3 separate regions of the Mus musculus genome follow, and all the other regions are linked to region 2. The links are chromatin contacts, called in public Hi-C and HiChIP or PLAC-seq maps. All regions are on one chromosome and are shown on one strand. The core of a region is the stretch at or near the end of the contact, and the rest is flanking DNA. Distances in the headings are between cores, read along the strand shown.

Region 1 (3,107 bases), core at 313-2,812, 240 kb before region 2:
AATGTAATAAACTTTTAAGACTTAAACTCTTAAAAATATACCTATATGGTGGAGAGCAATCTGATACCTGATACCAACCCTGATGCACACATGAGCACACATGCACAGACATGTACACACAAAGAAACAGTTATATTTAATTTTAAAGTTCTTTATAGTAGGAGGGCACAGGGTTCACGGGCACATACTCTCTACCATGGAACCCCCATTTCGGATTATTTAGTTGTGTGGGAAACAGGTGTACAAACATATCTCGGTGGGCTTGTGGGAATGGGTTCTCAGGAGTTGGCCCTCTGGGTGGGCTCTGGGGACTGAAGTCAGGTGTGGGGGCATATTCTTTGCCTCTGCAACCACCCAAGGCCCTATATCCGCCGTTTCTGTTGCCTCCTATTCTAATGGGGCTCCTTGGCTAGCTTCTAGCCGGATGCCAGCATCTGTGCTTTAACAGATATGGGGGCCATTCCTGGTGATCTTTATCCTCTGCTTCTGCTTCTGCTAACAGCTTTATGGCTTTCAGAGTTCAGATTCCCAAGAGCACGTCTGATTGGCCAGCTCATCCTTTTATGTATGGGACAGATTCCCACCTCCTCATCTGTCACCACATGTGAGCATGAAGGCTGCAAGTGACAGTGACAGGCCCTGGGTAGAGAGACAAGGACCATAAATATTTTTTAGTACTGTTATTCCTCTCTCTCTCTCTGTGTGTGTGTGTGTGTGTGTGTGTAGGCCAGAGGTCAACTTTGGGTCTTCTCAAGATGACCATCCATCTTTCTTTTTTTCTTTTTTTCTTTTTTTTTTTTTTTTTTTTGGTTTTTCGAGACAGGATTTCTCTGTATAGCCCTGGCTGTCCTGGAACTCACTTTGTAGACTAGGCTGGCCTCCAACTCAGAGATCTGCCTGCCTCTGCCTCCCAAGTGCTGGGATTAAAGGTGTGTGCCACCATGCCTGGCTTTTTTTTTTTTTTTTTTTTTTTTGAAAAAGGAGTTCATTGGCCATAAGTTTGCCCTTCGGCTAGGCAAGCTGGCCACCGAGCTCCAGGGATCCTGCTTCCTCCTACCCTGCCTCCCCAGTGCTAGGACTATAGCCGCATGCCACCGTGCCTGCTTTTTATATAGGTTCTGGTGATCAAATGCCGGCCCCTGTGGGCATGAGGCAAGAACTTTGAAAGCCAGCTCTTTACCCTGGCAAAGGATCAGTTTACAGAGTGAGCTGTCTCTCCAACCCTTGTCCCCTTTGCTCTGAACTCCTAACCTCACCGGGCATGGTGAGGCATACCTGTAAGGCCAGCACTCAGGAGGCTGAGGCTGATGTGACCCTGGCCTGCACCCTGTAACCTCATCAGATGCCTGCCACTCCTGATGGTTGTCATGAACTGACTAACAACCCCCCGACACCTCCCTGAATCTTTATGACTCCAGCATCTATAGCACAGGCCATTATCAATATCATTTCTCCCTTGCTGTTTTCTATCCCAGAGTTTTCTTCTCTCTTGGCAGGCATGGCTCATGTGCTTTTCCCAGCTTGCCTATTGTGATGGTTTATACATGCTTGGCCCAGGGAGTGGCACTATTTGAGGTGTGGCTTTGTTTGGATAGGTATGGCCTTGTTCGAGTAGTTGTGTCACTGTGGGTGTGGGCTTAAAACCTTTACCCTAGCTGCCTGGAAGTGAGTCTTCCACTAGCAGCCTTCAGGTGAAGATGTAGAACTCTCAGCTCTGCCTGCGCCATGCCTGCCTGGATGCTGCCATGTTCCTGCCTTGATGATAATGAACTGAACCTCTGAACCTGTAAGACAGCCCCAAATATATGCTGTCCTTTATAAAAGTTGGCTTGGTTGTGGTGTCTGTTCACAGCAGTAAAACCCTAAGACATCTATCTTCATTGAGATCTCAGAGATCTCTAACCTAACCCTTTTCCTCTTCATGACTGTATTAACGCGGGAGCATCCTGTTAGCCTCGGGGAGACTTGCATACCTGTGACCCTGCCAGATTCTCACATTTGCCACACAGGTGCAGGGGTACTCATGACAAATGTGTGCTCGTGTACACGCATAATAGTAATAGTGGTCACACTTCCTTGTAAATCCATTAGCCATTGCCTCCTCACTTACCAACCGCCTCGCCCCAGTGATGCTCCCTTGAGCCCTGACACTACACCAGAACATTTGACCATTTCTGGAGAATTCACTGTGACTCCCCTCGTTTTTACTCGATATCCACAGACTCAGTGAGCCTGCCCATCCTACTATTAGTCCTCACACTGTAAAATGGGAGTTTCTCAAGCTTCCTCCTTGGTCCTCGTGTTTAACCCTAAGCCTAAGACCTTGCTTCACACTTCCCAGACATGAGAGTCAGCCCCACAGGAGCCTTTCCTGCTTTTAAAATGAAGGGGGCAGCAGGTCGTAGTGGCAGACACTAATCCCAACACTTGGGAGGTAGAAGCAGGCGGTGGATCTCTGTGAGTTTGAAGGCCAGAGCTACAGAGTGAGACTCTGCCTCAGAAGAAATAATATGTAAATGAATTAAATTAAATGAAGGAGCCGTGTCCCTGATGAAGCCCATCCTCCCCAGAACATGGAACCTTCATGGTCATCAGCTTCTCTCTTTATGCTAGATCATTCCTATCAGCTTCAAAAACCATCTCAATATCTGCTGTCATAAAAGTCTTAGCGCCAACAACCAAAGCCTGCTTGGTCCCCATCTGTTAGCCATCTCTCGTGTATTTCTGTTCCTATTCATATAAGAACTTGGGAGTCCATTGAGGCTGGGGAGATGTCTCAGTGGGCAAAGCGCTTGTTACACATGCAGAAGGACCAGAGTCCAATCTCCAGCATTAATGCAAAACATAGGCGTGCATCTGTAATTGCCGTGCTGGGAACTGGAGAAGGGAGGAAACTGGGGCTCACTGGTCAGCCATGATAGTAGCTGACAGGACAAGCTGCAGGATCCCTGGGAGACTGTGTCTTAAAATTAAATGGGAGGCTGGAGAAGTGGCTCATTGATTAAGAACACTTGTTGTGGGGTGGCAACGGGTAAGAGCACTAACTGCTCTTCCGGACGACCTGAGTTCAAATCCCAGCAACCACATGGTGACTCACAACCAACCGT
Region 2 (2,885 bases), core at 172-2,671:
CATTTTCTCAAGCACTTCTGCTCTTCAGTGGGAGTTGTCAGGAAGTTTGAGAGAGGTGCTACGGAGGCCACTCACGGTCACCTGGACAGGACAGAGATTCATGCTTTTCTTCTTCAGGTTCAAGTCTCCACCCTGGCTAGAACGCATCCTTGACTCACCCACAGTGTGAGGAGGAGGCACGACACACACACACGTTACTGTGCACATGTGATAGTTCACTGTGTTATTCATTTATATTTTGATGCTAAGAAGGGCGCCAGGAGGGGGACATATTTCCAGGCCTTCTTTAATCACAAGTCCCCTACCAATGTCTAGAATTGGGGTTAGATTTGGATTGTGTGGGACTCTAAGAGCTCCCAGAATCAACAGCAGGAAGATGTGAGTGAGAAGGAAGTCAAAACGTCCTGTAGCCCAGGCTAGCCCCTATGTCTCTGTGTTCCAGGATGGCTGTGAACTCCTGATCCTCCTGCTTCCACAACCCAAGTGCTGGGTGAGAAGCCAAGGGATGCAGATCACACGGAGCTGGCAGCTTAAAACAAGCTCAGCTTTATTGGCAAGCTTTCAGGCGAGGTTCACCCTTCCCAGGGCTGGGGGTAGAGAAGAGCTCGGGACCCAAGCTGCTTGCTAGGTTCTTATAGTCCCAGGCAAATCAGGCGAAGAACTGGTTTTTCTCCATATACAGTACTGGTTTGAGCACATGGAATTCTTTCAGGAAGGGGGCTGGTACCACCAGGACTTGGTGCCATCTGGGTAAAGGGCTGTAGCAAGCAGGAGTTTGGGTCTTTCCGACCCTGGCCAGGCTGATCTTTGTCCCTGTCTCAGCCTAACAGTGGGATTCCAGGGCTCTCTACCTACCTGGCTAAGAGAAGGATTTTGACAGAGTTTCCCAGGATGCATGGAGGCACAGGACAGAGATGCTGTTTGGGAGCTGGGACATGAGGACAGCAGACACTTTGCTGAGAATCGTCAGTCACTGGCTGTGCAGGGAGGCTCTGGTGTCCCACCACAGAGACCCCTGGCCTGGGTTTGGCTCCAAGGCAGCAGAGATGCCACCTTGAAGATAAGTCTAGGATGGCAGACCTGACCAGATTCTAGCTGACGACCGAAGGGCCCCTCCCTGAATCTTCCAGATGGCCCAAGTTCCCTCAGGACATTTGCACAACCCTGAAAAAAGGAGGGCCTAAAAAACATGGCCAAGGTGGAATTTTCCAGAAGCCAGGGAGGTGGGGCTCACGACTGAGACGGAACATTTTCTGTCTGATGGTGAGGGAGCTCGGCACACACCCACTACATAAACACTAACTTTGAGCCGCAGAATGTCTCCATCCTGTTGCCTTGAATTTGATCTGTATGGGTGGATTCCGTTTAATAGTTCATAAGAGTCTCACACTGCATTTTGGCAGCAAAGAGAAGGCAGGTGTTGTCTTGTTTGCTGAAGCCTGGGGAGGTGGGGGGAGGGACGGAGAAACTTGATCCCTGCATGGGTCCAGGAGGCCTTGCTTGGGTGTCACAGGGCAGTGTTTTAGCCTGCTTTTCTACCTATAAAATAAAATACCGTGGCCAGGAATCTGAAGCCACTGTATGTATGGTTTCAGGAGTCTCCAAAAATCTGCTTGCTTTAATCCTCATTCCTCCGTCAGCCTTGTACCCTATGCACATAAGGATATCTGGTCAGTGTCCTTTCGAGCCTGTTTTCACCCTGTTTATATGGTTTCACCTGCTATGGGCGCTTCCTACTGCCAGCTAGGAAGTTACAGCTACTTCCTACTGTTACAGCTACGGTGGGCAAGGCAGTCTCAGATGGGGCCTCACCTGCTCTTGTGTGCGCAGGAAAACTGCCTGTGGTGGTTTGAATGAGAAGTGTTTCCCTATTCCTGCCATGGGCTCAATTGTTTGAACATTTGGTCCCGGTTGGCAGTGCTGTTGGGGGATGGGAGGTTATGAGGTGCAGCCTTGCTGGAGAAAGCGTGTCACCAGCTGGGGGCTTTGAGAGCTCAGAGCCTCATCCTATTTCCAGTTTGCGCTCTCTCTCTCTCTCTCTCTCTCTCTCTCTCTCTCTCTCTCTCTCTCTCTCTCTCTCTCTGTTTCATGAGTGCGGTTGAAGATGTGACTGCTCAGTTTCTTGCTCTGCCACCGTGCATGCCGTGTGTGCGGGCTTCCAGCTGTAGAGGATCCATCTCTTTGGAACCAAAAGCCCAAAATGAACCTTTTCTTCTGTAAGCTGCTTCTGGTCATGGTGTATTGTAGTGTCACAGCTACAGAAAAATACCCAATACTGCCTGAATTTTAGATGTAGAATCTGAAGTTCAGGAGGGACATTCAGAAGGCCATTCAAGGTCACCCAGATAGGAACAGGTATGACAGAAATCTGGAGCTTCTTTCTCTGAATTCAAGCCTCAGGTCTGTGAGTTCCCTGGCTCTCTAGCTATTTTCAAAGAGGAAGTAAGTGGGTTTGGGGCCTGGAATGCGGATGCAGCTGAACCTGGTAGAGTGCTTACCTAGTGTGCACCAAGTGCTGGGTTCGATCCCCAGCTCGGGATAAAATGGGTGTTGTGGTGTACACTATACTCCCAGCATTTGGGAGGTGGGGCAGATCATCAGATGTTCAAAGTAATTCTTAGCTACATAGCAAGTTAAATTCAAGGTCAGCTTTGACCACATAAGACCTTGCTGGGGGTGGGGGGTATTACCCTACTCTGAGATTGCACAAGGTGTAGGCACCCAGTTTTGACTGTTACCTTAGACACGTGATCACAGCAGCAGCACTAATTTATGTGCCTCAATGTCCCCAATTGAATTCCAGGGAACAAGCATTGCTTTCACTGGATGTTTTGTGATCAAGAGAGGCCACTGGCAACGCGAAAAGAAGGGGCAGGAAGCAAAAT
Region 3 (3,116 bases), core at 515-3,014, 130 kb before region 2:
GCAAACAATCGTAGGCAGGAGAAAAAATAAAAGAAGAAGAAGAAGAAGGAGACGGAGAAGAAGAAGAAGAAGAAGAAGAAGAAGAAGAAGAAGAAGAAGAAGAAGAAGAAGAAGAAGAAGAAGAAGAAGAAGAAGAAGAAGAAGAGGACGAGGAGGAGGAAGAGGAGGAGGAGGAGGAGGAGGAGGAGAAACCTTTGCCAGCATTATAGATCAAGTAACAGATTATGACGATAAGCCCTGATTCCCATGCTGCAAACATATCTCCTGCTGCTGTGTTAGGCACACCAGGGCTATGAGAGGCACCTCAGGATGAAACGCCAGTGAGAGACACAGAAGCCAACAGCTAGCACCGACATAGGACTGTCAAGCTGTTGGAGCACACAGTGTCATCTAATCTCCCCTGACACCCCGTGAGTCAGACACGGAATTCTGCTAACTGTGGCTGGAGAGAAAAGAAGGCCAAGGGATCAGCCGCCACCGGCCCTGAATGCGCAGAACCTACTGAGCATCAGAGCTGGGATCGCAAGTGGGTCTCTGACGCTCCATCCAGGGGTGACCTTCTGTTTCCTCAGGCCTCACAGTGTGGAGTGAAAGACAGGGTCCGTCTTTTGGGTGCTGCGGCTGACTTCACCCACCTTTGGGTGTGAGTGGATACCGTTGATCTGCGGATTTGGACACCGGGCATCTTAAGCACCTTCTGCCTTGAGCACCTGGCGGAACTCGGTTCCACCAGATCCTTGGTTGCCTGGTGCTGGAGACCTCGGTAGAGGCTCTTGACCTCTCTGAGCCTCAGCGTAACACCTTCTTCCTGGTATTTATATTTCTGGCATGTATATTCTGGCTTTATAGTTGGGGGTAGGAATCTGGGTAGAGATATTCCAGGACAAACCAAGGCCATGAACGCAGTGGGCTCTTCTAAGTGGGAGGTATTTCCATTTCAAAAAAGATACGTGTCAGGTTCTCTTCACACTGCTGTACATTTTCTCTCCTCCTCCTCCTTTCCCTCCTCCCCTCCCTCTTCTTCCTCCCCCCTTTCCTATAGAAATGACCACTTTACGTTTCCTTTGCCCATTTCTTGTCCATTTCCTTCCACTAGAATGGAAGTTCACAGATGGGAAGCGTCATCTAATGTCGTGGTGTCCAGATAGATGGTCCAGAGCAGTACCTGGTACCTACAAGGTGTGAAGAAAACTTGGTCATCACTAGGAGGCGCTAGGCCCTACCCCTGTTTGCAGTGACTACCCTTCCAATGGCTTGGAGATTCCCAAATCCCTCACACTGAGACTTGGAGCGCCAACAGGTCAGGGAGGGGGACCTTCACCAAAATCACTCAGTGTTGTTAGAGAACTGGCAGGGTTGATCCAAAGGTGAAGTGTGGTAGAAATTATTTACCCATTGTATAGATCCAGCAGCTGAGGCTCAGAGGGATCTCAAAGGACTTGCTCGGTATTTCCCAGCTGACTTCTCTTGAAAGCTCGGTGATTCTTACAGTGAGTGGCTCGACCCCCATTGGGGAGCAGTCTCCGGGTACATACAGGTCACGTCCCCCTTCCTTGACTTCTGCCTGCGCCATCACCACATGTGGGCAGGGGAGCCACAGGCGAAGGTGTGGGGGCTGCGGGCGCCCGGGAGCGCTTGGAGCATCCTTCTCCAGGCCTAGGGTACCACAACCCCGCTCGCCAGCTAAGAGGGGCTCGACTCTGCCCGCCCACCGCGGGGCGGGGCGGGGCGCACGCTCGGAGCCTCCGGGACCGCGCGTGGCTGAAGCGTCGCGGGCTCCTGCGCACCATCTCCCCGGCTCGGGAGCCCTATGCCCGCCGCGCCACCAGCCGCTGCCTGTAGTCTCCAGCCCCGCGGCGCTTGCCGCAGTCGCCGGCAGCGGATCACCCGCGAGCGCCCAGGTAGGGAGCGCGGGCGGGAGGCGGCCAGGCGAGCCGGCGCGGCCGGGAGGGCGGAGCGCCGCGCCGCGCTGCGCTCCTCTGCCAGCCCTCTCTCCCCCACCAGGTCTGGCCCGGCCCGGTCCGCGGCCTCCGGTACCCGGGATCCTTCAGTGCCTAGGGGAGAAAGGAGACCTGCTTTCCGCCGCCGAGCTGCGCTCCTGTTCTTGGGCCACCCCATTGCGACCCCCACGCGCGACAGCTCGTGATCAAGCGTACTCACACGCCCACCCTCCTCAGAGAGACTGCCCCGACCGGAAGGCGGGAGTTCGCCTCCTGCTCCCACCTCCCCAGCCGTGCCTCTGGCCAGGAGCCCCACCCCCATCCTTAGGCATCCCCGGTGGCTCTATTCCATTCCAGGGCTCTCATCCAGCCCCAGCCCAACTTTCATGGACTCGGCGCATCGGTACCCCTCCCCAAACTTCTTACCCGAGTACTCCAGGTGGCCCCGCCATAGGAGGCGCCCCTACAATCTCTCCCCGACCTCTTGTAATGGTTGCTCGGTGACCTAAGAACCCTGTTTTGCCACCTACTCCTCTGAGGTGCAGTTTTTACCCATCTTGCTTTCTCTTCCTTTGGCTTCACCCTGTATCCGCATTCACCATATCCTGTCCTGGTCCTCAACCCTAGTCCCCATGGTTCCAGAGCCCGGCCCTGTCAACAGTAGCACCCCAGCCTGGGGCCCCGGGCCACCGCCAGCCCCAGGGGGCAGCGGCTGGGTGGCCGCTGCGCTGTGCGTGGTCATCGTGCTGACGGCAGCCGCCAATTCGCTGCTGATCGCGCTCATCTGCACGCAGCCCGCGCTGCGCAACACGTCTAACTTCTTCCTGGTGTCGCTCTTCACGTCGGACCTGATGGTGGGATTGGTGGTGATGCCCCCAGCCATGCTGAACGCGCTGTATGGGCGCTGGGTGCTAGCTCGCGGCCTCTGTCTGCTTTGGACCGCCTTCGACGTGATGTGCTGCAGCGCCTCCATTCTCAACCTCTGCCTCATCAGCCTGGACCGCTACCTGCTCATCCTCTCGCCGCTGCGCTACAAGCTGCGCATGACAGCCCCGCGTGCCCTGGCGCTCATCCTGGGTGCCTGGAGCCTCGCCGCGCTGGCCTCCTTCCTGCCCCTCTTGCTGGGCTGGCATGAACTGGGCAAAGCTCGAACATCTGCCCCGGGCCAGTGCCGCC

Evidence for each region. A called contact is a pair of places that touch in the nucleus more often than the background predicts. HiChIP or PLAC-seq counts read pairs in DNA pulled down with a chosen protein or histone mark.
Region 1: an HNF4G HiChIP or PLAC-seq map of pancreatic cancer cells shows a contact between it and region 2. The contact joins two enhancer-like sites. A contact is called at or near these places in 2 of 39 promoter capture datasets (both in liver) and 2 of 115 datasets of contacts at active chromatin or transcription factors (embryonic stem cells and pancreatic cancer cells).
Region 3: a Hi-C map of bone marrow-derived macrophages shows a contact between it and region 2, with 45 read pairs. The contact joins the promoter of Htr6 here to the enhancer-like site in region 2. A contact is called at or near these places in 2 of 39 promoter capture datasets (liver and stem cell-derived epiblast-like cells), 13 of 484 Hi-C or Micro-C datasets (the AML12 cell line, LSK cells, the N1E-115 cell line and 8 more), 14 of 115 datasets of contacts at active chromatin or transcription factors (bone marrow-derived macrophages, craniofacial prominence, embryonic basal ganglia and 9 more) and 3 of 9 other capture datasets (adipose tissue, liver and pancreatic islet).

What each region holds. Positions count from the first base shown.
Region 1 is chr4:139,184,441-139,187,547 of GRCm38.p6, reverse strand. No RefSeq gene overlaps it. Among named protein-coding and RNA genes, the nearest start is that of Gm16287, 5.3 kb to the right of the region's middle. Within about 2 kb of position 1,562, at least 23 of the 459 cell types and tissues checked have an H3K27ac peak or open chromatin away from gene starts, as enhancers often do. A contact at or near this core is called in pancreatic cancer cells, where this site is marked.
Region 2 is chr4:138,940,632-138,943,516 of GRCm38.p6, reverse strand. No RefSeq gene overlaps it. Among named protein-coding and RNA genes, the nearest start is that of Gm33011, 3.5 kb to the right of the region's middle. Within about 2 kb of position 1,421, at least 90 of the 459 cell types and tissues checked have an H3K27ac peak or open chromatin away from gene starts, as enhancers often do. A contact at or near this core is called in the N1E-115 cell line, adipose tissue, bone marrow-derived macrophages and 3 more, where this site is marked.
Region 3 is chr4:139,074,218-139,077,333 of GRCm38.p6, reverse strand. Htr6 (5-hydroxytryptamine (serotonin) receptor 6) reads left to right here and starts at 1,764. Exons shown (of 4, transcript NM_001377096.1): 1 at 1,764-1,901; 2 at 2,005-3,116. The coding sequence starts at 2,573.